2 separate regions of the Mus musculus genome follow, and region 2 is linked to region 1. Evidence: chromatin contacts called from public HiChIP or PLAC-seq data. All regions are on one chromosome and are shown on one strand. Each heading gives the region's core, a stretch centred on a gene start, on an enhancer-like site or on the middle of the called end of the contact. The rest is flanking DNA. Distances are from core to core; before and after follow the strand shown. Region 1 overlaps Arid1a (AT rich interactive domain 1A (SWI-like)). Region 2 has its middle 23 kb from the start of Rps6ka1.

Region 1 (3,567 bases), core at 497-2,996:
ATGAGTGTATGTAAGTCAACACAAGGCAACAGATTCACCCCACAGGCCGACTCAGGGATTTGCTAAGACTCTGGCTGGAAAGATTTGATCCTTCCAGAGGAAATGCCATGACCCTCACCCGCTCATCCCCCATTTCTTTCTGGATTTTCTCTTTCTCCCCAACGCCCCCTTTTGTGTGTGTGGGGGGGAGGGCGCGGGGTGGGAAATGGGAGGGGAGATGCCCCACAACTGTTTGTTATAAAGCTAAAACTACGTCTTCAAAAAAAAAAAAATCACTGCAGATAAGCTCCACACACAGTTCAAGTTCCTAGCTCATGTTTCTGTTTCCTCTGTCTGTTTCTGCAGGAGCATTTTGGTTCCAGGCTCTACTTAACTAGTTCTGGTGGTAGCAACTGCTGCTTTATGTTGTTATTGTTGTTGATTTTGAGACAGGCTTTCTCTGAATAGCCCTGGCTGTCCTGGAACTCACTCTGAGGAACAGGCTAATAATCTCAAATCGGAGACCTGCCTGCCTCCCAAGCCCTGGCATTGAAGGTGTGTGTCATTTTGCCTGGCTGCCACTGCTGCTTTCTGATTCTACCTAAATGATTTCTGGGTCATAGATCTGGAGGGAGACAGGACCCCAGGGCCAGTCTGATAGCACTTCTGGGTCACACTGACTGTTTCTGTGTACAAGTGGGTCTCACCCTTCAACCTTTCCTAAGGAACTCAAAGTCATCAATCATTACTCAACTCTTCTTTCTCTACAGCCAGACCCAGACACAGGGTTCATCCCTCAACAATCGGCTTCAGTAGCATCAGGTGACCCAGCCGAGTAGCTATGTAGGAAATACAGACTAAATCACAAAGCATACACTCCTAAACAAATGTTTTACTTGGGAGGAGGAGGGAAGTCCTTTAAATATGTCTGTCTAGATGGCCTCCTTCATTTCTTCCCTTTTTACCACCTCCCTACACACTCTCTCCATTTCTAATGTGGGGTGTTGTTATGTATATGTGAGGAGTTTGTGTATGTGTATGGGGAGGTGCATAAGACCTGGACTAGTGTGGTGGTACAGGCCTTTAGTCCCCACAATATTAGCAGTACCAGGCCAAGGCAGCTGGATGGATCTATTTGAATTTCAGGCCAACCTTTCTACATAAGGAGTTCCTGGTCAGCCAAGGCTACATAGAGATAATGTCTCAGAAACAAAAAGACTTGAACTGTTCACGTAAGCAGGAGTGCTTTCCATCCCTGTGTGCTCTACAGGCTATTCAGAAGACAGCATGCTCTACCTGCCTAACCTTCATTTTAACTCTGTACTTTAGGGAGGTTTGCACTAGGAGTACACTACTTGTCTTCCTCCGAGGCAGGAAACTTGTGTGTAAGCAACGGCTGCAGAAGAACAAGCAACAGAGGTCCTAACAGCCCAGCATGCCTAACGGTGAGGGGAAGAGGGCTCCATTTATTCCTTTCCAAATTTCTGGTCTATAGTTTCCTCTAGCAGGCTGGGGACAAACTGAAAAACAAGTCACAGTCATCATGTGGTGAGCTTCACTGGGGAAAGGGGTCACTTCTCATCAGTCCTCTTAGGTATGACCAACTCAGGAGCCATCATATTAAAGTTCAGCTGTTTCTCAGGCTGAGGTTATTCTAAAGAAAACAAGAGGGTCCAGAAAGAAGAATCTGTGAGACACACACACAGGCAGGAAGTGTAGCTGAGCCACCAGAGACTAGAATAGAAACAGGAAATGGGCCCAGGGACAAGCATGCAGCTATGTGCAGCACAGGCTCCGGAAGGCACCGGCAGTGTCGGAGCTAGAGCAGTGTGACTGGAACGGAGAAGTGGACCAGCCGGCTCTGCCAGAGCGCAAGTGTTCTGGAAATGATGCTACACGGACATGGTACACTCTGCTCAGAGCAGTCTCACAGACACGGCAGATTGATGGGGAGCCAGGACACAGAACACTCTGGTTCAATTCTAAGTGTGGCCAGACTTTTTAAAATCCCTTTGTTTACCAAAATGCTACCAGTATTTGTCACCCTTAGAAAATAAACCAGCAAATCCTAGACAAGGACTGATGGCTCCTTTACTGTGAAAAGAACAAAAGGAAATGAAAGCAGCATCGTTCAAACCCCTCAAGTTGCCCCAGTCCTAAGCATTCCCACCATGTGTTCCTCCTCCAAAAAGAGCACAAAAGTTGGCTGAGGTCAATGCAGGAGTCATTTCATGCTTTTATTTTAGTGAATACACATGTAAGCAGAGAATGTGAGGGACTCAAGCAGACATACCAAGCATGGTGTTATGCCAACACCAAAAGTGAGAGAGAATGAAGTCCCTACCAAGACCTTTCAGCTTAGGCTTGAAGCCACAACAGAAACCTGCTTGGTCATTAAAAACAAAGCTAACCACATAGCCACATTCCTATAAACTGAGCAGGCAGGTGGGTGTTCAGGATAGCCAGGTCACAGAGTTCCAGACCACTGTCAGTTATTTAACAAAGCAACAGAGATAGACAGAGAAATGAATGTGTCTTAAGCAAAAGAAATATAACGTGTGGGGTTGGGGGCTTGGGGGGACCGACCTAGGAATTATGAGGGAGTTTAAGACGGCAGAGGAATGCTAGGGGCTGAAGCCTGAGGAGCCAGGGTCTCAAAAGTATCCACAAAACAGGTGATGTAATCTCACAAGCAGCGAGTATTGGTATCTCGCTTTAAAGCTCCCAGCCTGGTATTTCTAGTCAGGGCTTCTAACTTATTAGACATGACTGCCTAAATAAGACCAGACAAGGATAACACCAACAGGCATGGAAGGGTAACCCAAGACAAAGAACTACTGGCAACTGAGGAACAGGAAGAAAAATAGCCTTCTCCATTAAAGAACACAGCAATCCGTGACCCCAATGCCCAATCTCACCTCTGAAAACAAACTTATGGGGCTGGAGAGGTGGCTCAAGAACACTGACTGCTCTTCCAGAGGGCCTGAGTGCAATTCCCAGCAACCACACGGCAGTCCACCACCGTCTACAATGGAATCTGATGGCCTGTTTTGGCATGCAGGCATACATGTAAACAGAGCACTCATACATAAAATACACAAAAATGCAAATTAAAAAAATGTCTAGAAAACATACACAGGCACACACCTTTAATCCCAGCACTCTGGGAAGCAGAGGCAGAAAATCTCTGTGAGTTCTCTGCCTCCCAGATATACTGATTGAGTTCCAGGTCTACACAGAAAAACTGTCTATAATAAAACAAACAAAACCACACAAGCATTACACAAACTGAGTAGGTTGAATTGATTTAGAATCAACCCATTTATCTATCTATCATCCATCCAACGTTTCAAGCCTTGGGTCAACTGGATGAGGTGCCTACTACTTAACAGATCAAAGTGGATCTGGCAGCCAGGTTCTCCCTACCAGTTACAAGGCACCCCTGGCTGGCATACCCAGTCCCCTACCCTGAATTCTCCGACCCAAGGGTCTGGTCTGCTCGTCACTGTATAATACAATGATTCTAGTTGCCAGCTCTTTGTTAACTTTGGGCCTCCTGGGTGCTGCATCTAGTTCCCTGGTCTTTTC
Region 2 (3,567 bases), core at 562-3,061, 200 kb after region 1:
TTTTCTTCATTTACATTTCAAATGCTATCCTAAAAGTCCCTATACCCCCACCCCCGGCCCTGCTCCCCTACCCACCCACTCCCACTTCTTGGCCCTGGCGTTCCCCTGTACTGGGGCATATAAAGTTTGCAAGACCAAGGGGCCTCTCTTCCCAATGGTGGCCAACTAGGCCATCTTCTGCTACATATGCAGCTAGAGACACGAGCTCTGGGGGTACTGGTTAGTTCATATTGTTGTTCTACCTATAGGGTTGCAGACCCCTTCAGCTCCTTGGGTACTTTCTCTAGCTCCTCCATTGGGGGCCCTGTGTTCCATCCTATAGATGACTGTGAGCATCCACTTCTGTATTTGCCAGGCACTGGCATAGCCTCACTTTTTTTTTTTTTAAGGCATGATTTCTCTGAGTGCTCTGTAGACCAGGCTGGCTTCAACCTCAGAGATCTGCTTGCCTCTGCCTCCCAAGTCCTGAGATTAAAGTCCTGTGTCACTATGGCCGGCTTAAATTGGTTTTTGTAAGGTTAATTTTTAAAAAGATTTATGAATTAGAATTACATTTTAAATGTTTTAACTTTCGCTGTGCCAGGGCCTCATATTAAAAGGGGGGGGGAGGAAGGGAGGGAGGGAGAGAGAGAGAGAGAGAGAGAGAGAGAGAGAGAGAGAGAGAGAGAGAGAGAGAGAGAGAGAGAACGAGCGAGCAGGCAGGGTTTATTGGTACGTCCAGTCTATGCTGAACCCCAGAAAACAGAAAGAAAATGCATCTCCCTCCTATCCCTGGTGCACTTCAGTTAACAATAGCATTCAGTGTTAAGTTGCTGAGGCTGTCCCCCAGCCCTCCCTGTAAGGGAAACTGCTGGAGTCACAAACGGACTCGGGAGAACTCACCTCTATCTGTCTAGCTTGCTTGTTTTAGGTTTTGGATGCTTGTTCGGTTTTGTTTGTTTTAGTTCTTTAACACAGGGTCTCACTTTGTATTCAAAAAGCCAGGAACTCACTATGTAGCCAGGGCTGGGCTCCAAGACCTTCCCGCCCCAGGAATGACAGGCATGAGCCACCATGCCTGGCAACCTAATCTTGTTGAAACTGAAGATGAAGCGCTCATGAGCCTCTCTGTTTGGCTGGGTTCTGAGAAGGGCATATCCTGCTGTGAGTGGCGGGAGGGTGCCGCCAAGTGACAAGCCTGGGCAATGGCTGGAATGTTAAAGCGTGGATGACACACCAAGGACCTCCGACTAACTCTATAAACCAAGGACCTAGATCTAGTCCCAGACTGGGCCCCAGGACTGTCCTGTATGTCCTCCCCCAAGCCGCGTTCCGACACATGGCACGACTGGAGCCCATTTCCGAGATACCCTAGGGCCAGCATCGAGCACCCAAACCCACCAAGCCACGTGGTGCCCTGTAAATCAGCCCCGTGCTCGCTTGGCTTCCGCGTGGCTACTGCTCCCATCACCCCGCGCGCTCCCCAGATTATGACCCCGCCCCTGAGGGGGCGTTCCAACCTGAAGCCCCGCCCACACACGTGCGTGCGCGTGCTCCCTGGGCCTCCTGGGACTGGCGATAGCCAAAGCTGGTCCCTGGGAAGCTTGGGTCTGGTGTCGGCCTCGGTGAGGGCTGTGATGGTCGGGTCAGAGCCGTACATGAGCTGGGCGGTCCTGGGAGAGGCTGTCGTGTGTCGTGGACGACGTCAGATCAGACGCTTGGAGGGGAGCCTGTGGGAGCTTCCAGTTTCGGGCCCAGAGGACCCAGTGCGGTCACTGGCTCCCACGCACGCGCGGAGCTCAGCTCTGCGTCGCCCCCGTGCGGACAGAGGAAGCAGTGCCTGCCTGGCACCCGAGGACTCCTCTGGGCTGCATGCGACCCAGGCACGCGTGGCCACCTAGGCGATCTACTCTCCAGACACCGCCCCCTTCCGTTGATGGACCGGAGGACGGTCTGATGTTGTCATGGCGACGGCTGACCAGTGATTTCCTCTAGCTACTGTGAATCTTACTCTGGACAGAGAGAGCACTGGAGTACGGTTACCCAGCCTCCTTGCTGTGTCCTCAGTCAGTAATCTAAATAGATGAGAATTGATCCCTCCCTAAAGCAGCAAGGCCTTGAACAACAAAGCAACCTTTCCTAAAAGCCTGCTTACCTAGTGAAATCAAAGATCAGTGATAATAAAAGTATTCTTATTCCCAGTTCCTGAAAGTGGGTAATATTTGGACCAGCGAGATGGATCAGTGAATAAAGCGTTTGCTGTGCAAATCTTAGGCCCTGAGTTTGATCCCCAGAGTCCATGCAGATGTAGAAGGAGAAAAATAAGACTCCAGAAAATTGTTGTCTGACCCTCATTTGCATGTAGCTGCATCTCCAATCCCGATAAAAATAAATGGAACAAAAAAATTAAGTTGATAAAATTTAATGAGGCTGATTAAGCTGGGTTCTTACAGAGTACCTTTGTATACATGGTAACTGCGTTCCTTACCAAATTAAGGAGTAGACACTCTTATGTAAGAAGGAAGTTTAGATTCAGAGAAATAACTTGTCCAAAGTTATACTGCGGATGTAGCTCAGTGGTAGAGCACTTACCCAGTGTGTGTGAAACTCTGTTTTCAGTCCTTGGTACAGCAAAGTCAAATACAATGGTAGGCTAAGTTCGTTGTAGTTGTTGTTGTTGCAGACAAGCTCCTATTTAGCCCAGGTTGGCCTTGCAGGCATAGCTGATCTTCAACTTCTGATTATTCTGTTTCTATTCCTCCACCCAAGTGTTTTGCACGGTGTGTGCCACCATGCCCAGTTTGAGTCAGTGCAAGGGATCAAACCCAGGGCTTCATGCATGCTAGATAACACTATCAACTGACCTGCATTCCAGCTTATATCCAGTTCTTTCTTTTAATAAACAATAGCATCATCCTGTTTCCTGCTACCCAGGGGACTTCCACGAATTTCCACGGGTGGAGTTTTCCAGAACTGCCACGTGCAGGATCAGGTTGTTCTTAGCAGACACACATTGCTTTCTATTGGGATTTGTGGTGGTTTGAAAGAAATAGGCTTATAGGGAGGTGTGGCCTTTGTTGGCTTTTAATCCCTATGCCAGTGTGCTGAGGGGTGAATGCTGAAGGATGTGTGGATCATTTAGAAAGAACATTCTAGGGCTAGAGAGATGGTTCAGTGGTTAAGAGCACTGACTGCTCTTCCAGAGGTCCTAAGTTCAAATCCCAGCAACCACATGGTGGCTCACAACTATCTGTAACAGGACCTGATGCCCTGTTCTGGTATGTCTGAAGACACCTATAGTGTACTCATACACATAAGATAAATAAGTAAATCTTTAAAAAGACCATTCTAAACAAGAGAGAGAATTGCACACATAAAGATGCAGGAGCCCAATGTGATAGTGTATGCCTGTAATCCCAGCTCTTACATGGCAGAGGCATGACACTCTTGGGTTTGTGGCTAGTCTAGGCTACAAAAGGAGTTAAAAGGCAGCTTTAACATGTCTCAAAAATTATCCAAATTTTATGACTTTAATTCCAGGACTCTGGAGGCAGAGAGGCAGGCAGATTTCTGTGAGCTTGAGGCCGG

Evidence for each region. HiChIP or PLAC-seq counts read pairs in DNA pulled down with a chosen protein or histone mark.
Region 2: a contact with region 1 is called in an H3K4me3 HiChIP or PLAC-seq map of bone marrow-derived macrophages, with 5 times the contacts expected there. The contact joins two enhancer-like sites. A contact is called at or near these places in 4 of 115 datasets of contacts at active chromatin or transcription factors (bone marrow-derived macrophages, effector CD8 T cells, embryonic stem cells and 1 more).

The regions. Positions count from the first base shown.
Region 1 is chr4:133,705,370-133,708,936 of GRCm38.p6, forward strand. All of the region lies in intron 4 of Arid1a (AT rich interactive domain 1A (SWI-like)), which reads right to left. Among named protein-coding and RNA genes, the nearest start is that of Mir7227, 10 kb to the right of the region's middle. Within about 2 kb of position 1,747, at least 203 of the 459 cell types and tissues checked have an H3K27ac peak or open chromatin away from gene starts, as enhancers often do. A contact at or near this core is called in bone marrow-derived macrophages, effector CD8 T cells and microglia, where this site is marked.
Region 2 is chr4:133,909,265-133,912,831 of GRCm38.p6, forward strand. No RefSeq gene overlaps it. Among named protein-coding and RNA genes, the nearest start is that of Rps6ka1, 23 kb to the left of the region's middle. Within about 2 kb of position 1,812, at least 347 of the 459 cell types and tissues checked have an H3K27ac peak or open chromatin away from gene starts, as enhancers often do. A contact at or near this core is called in bone marrow-derived macrophages, effector CD8 T cells and microglia, where this site is marked.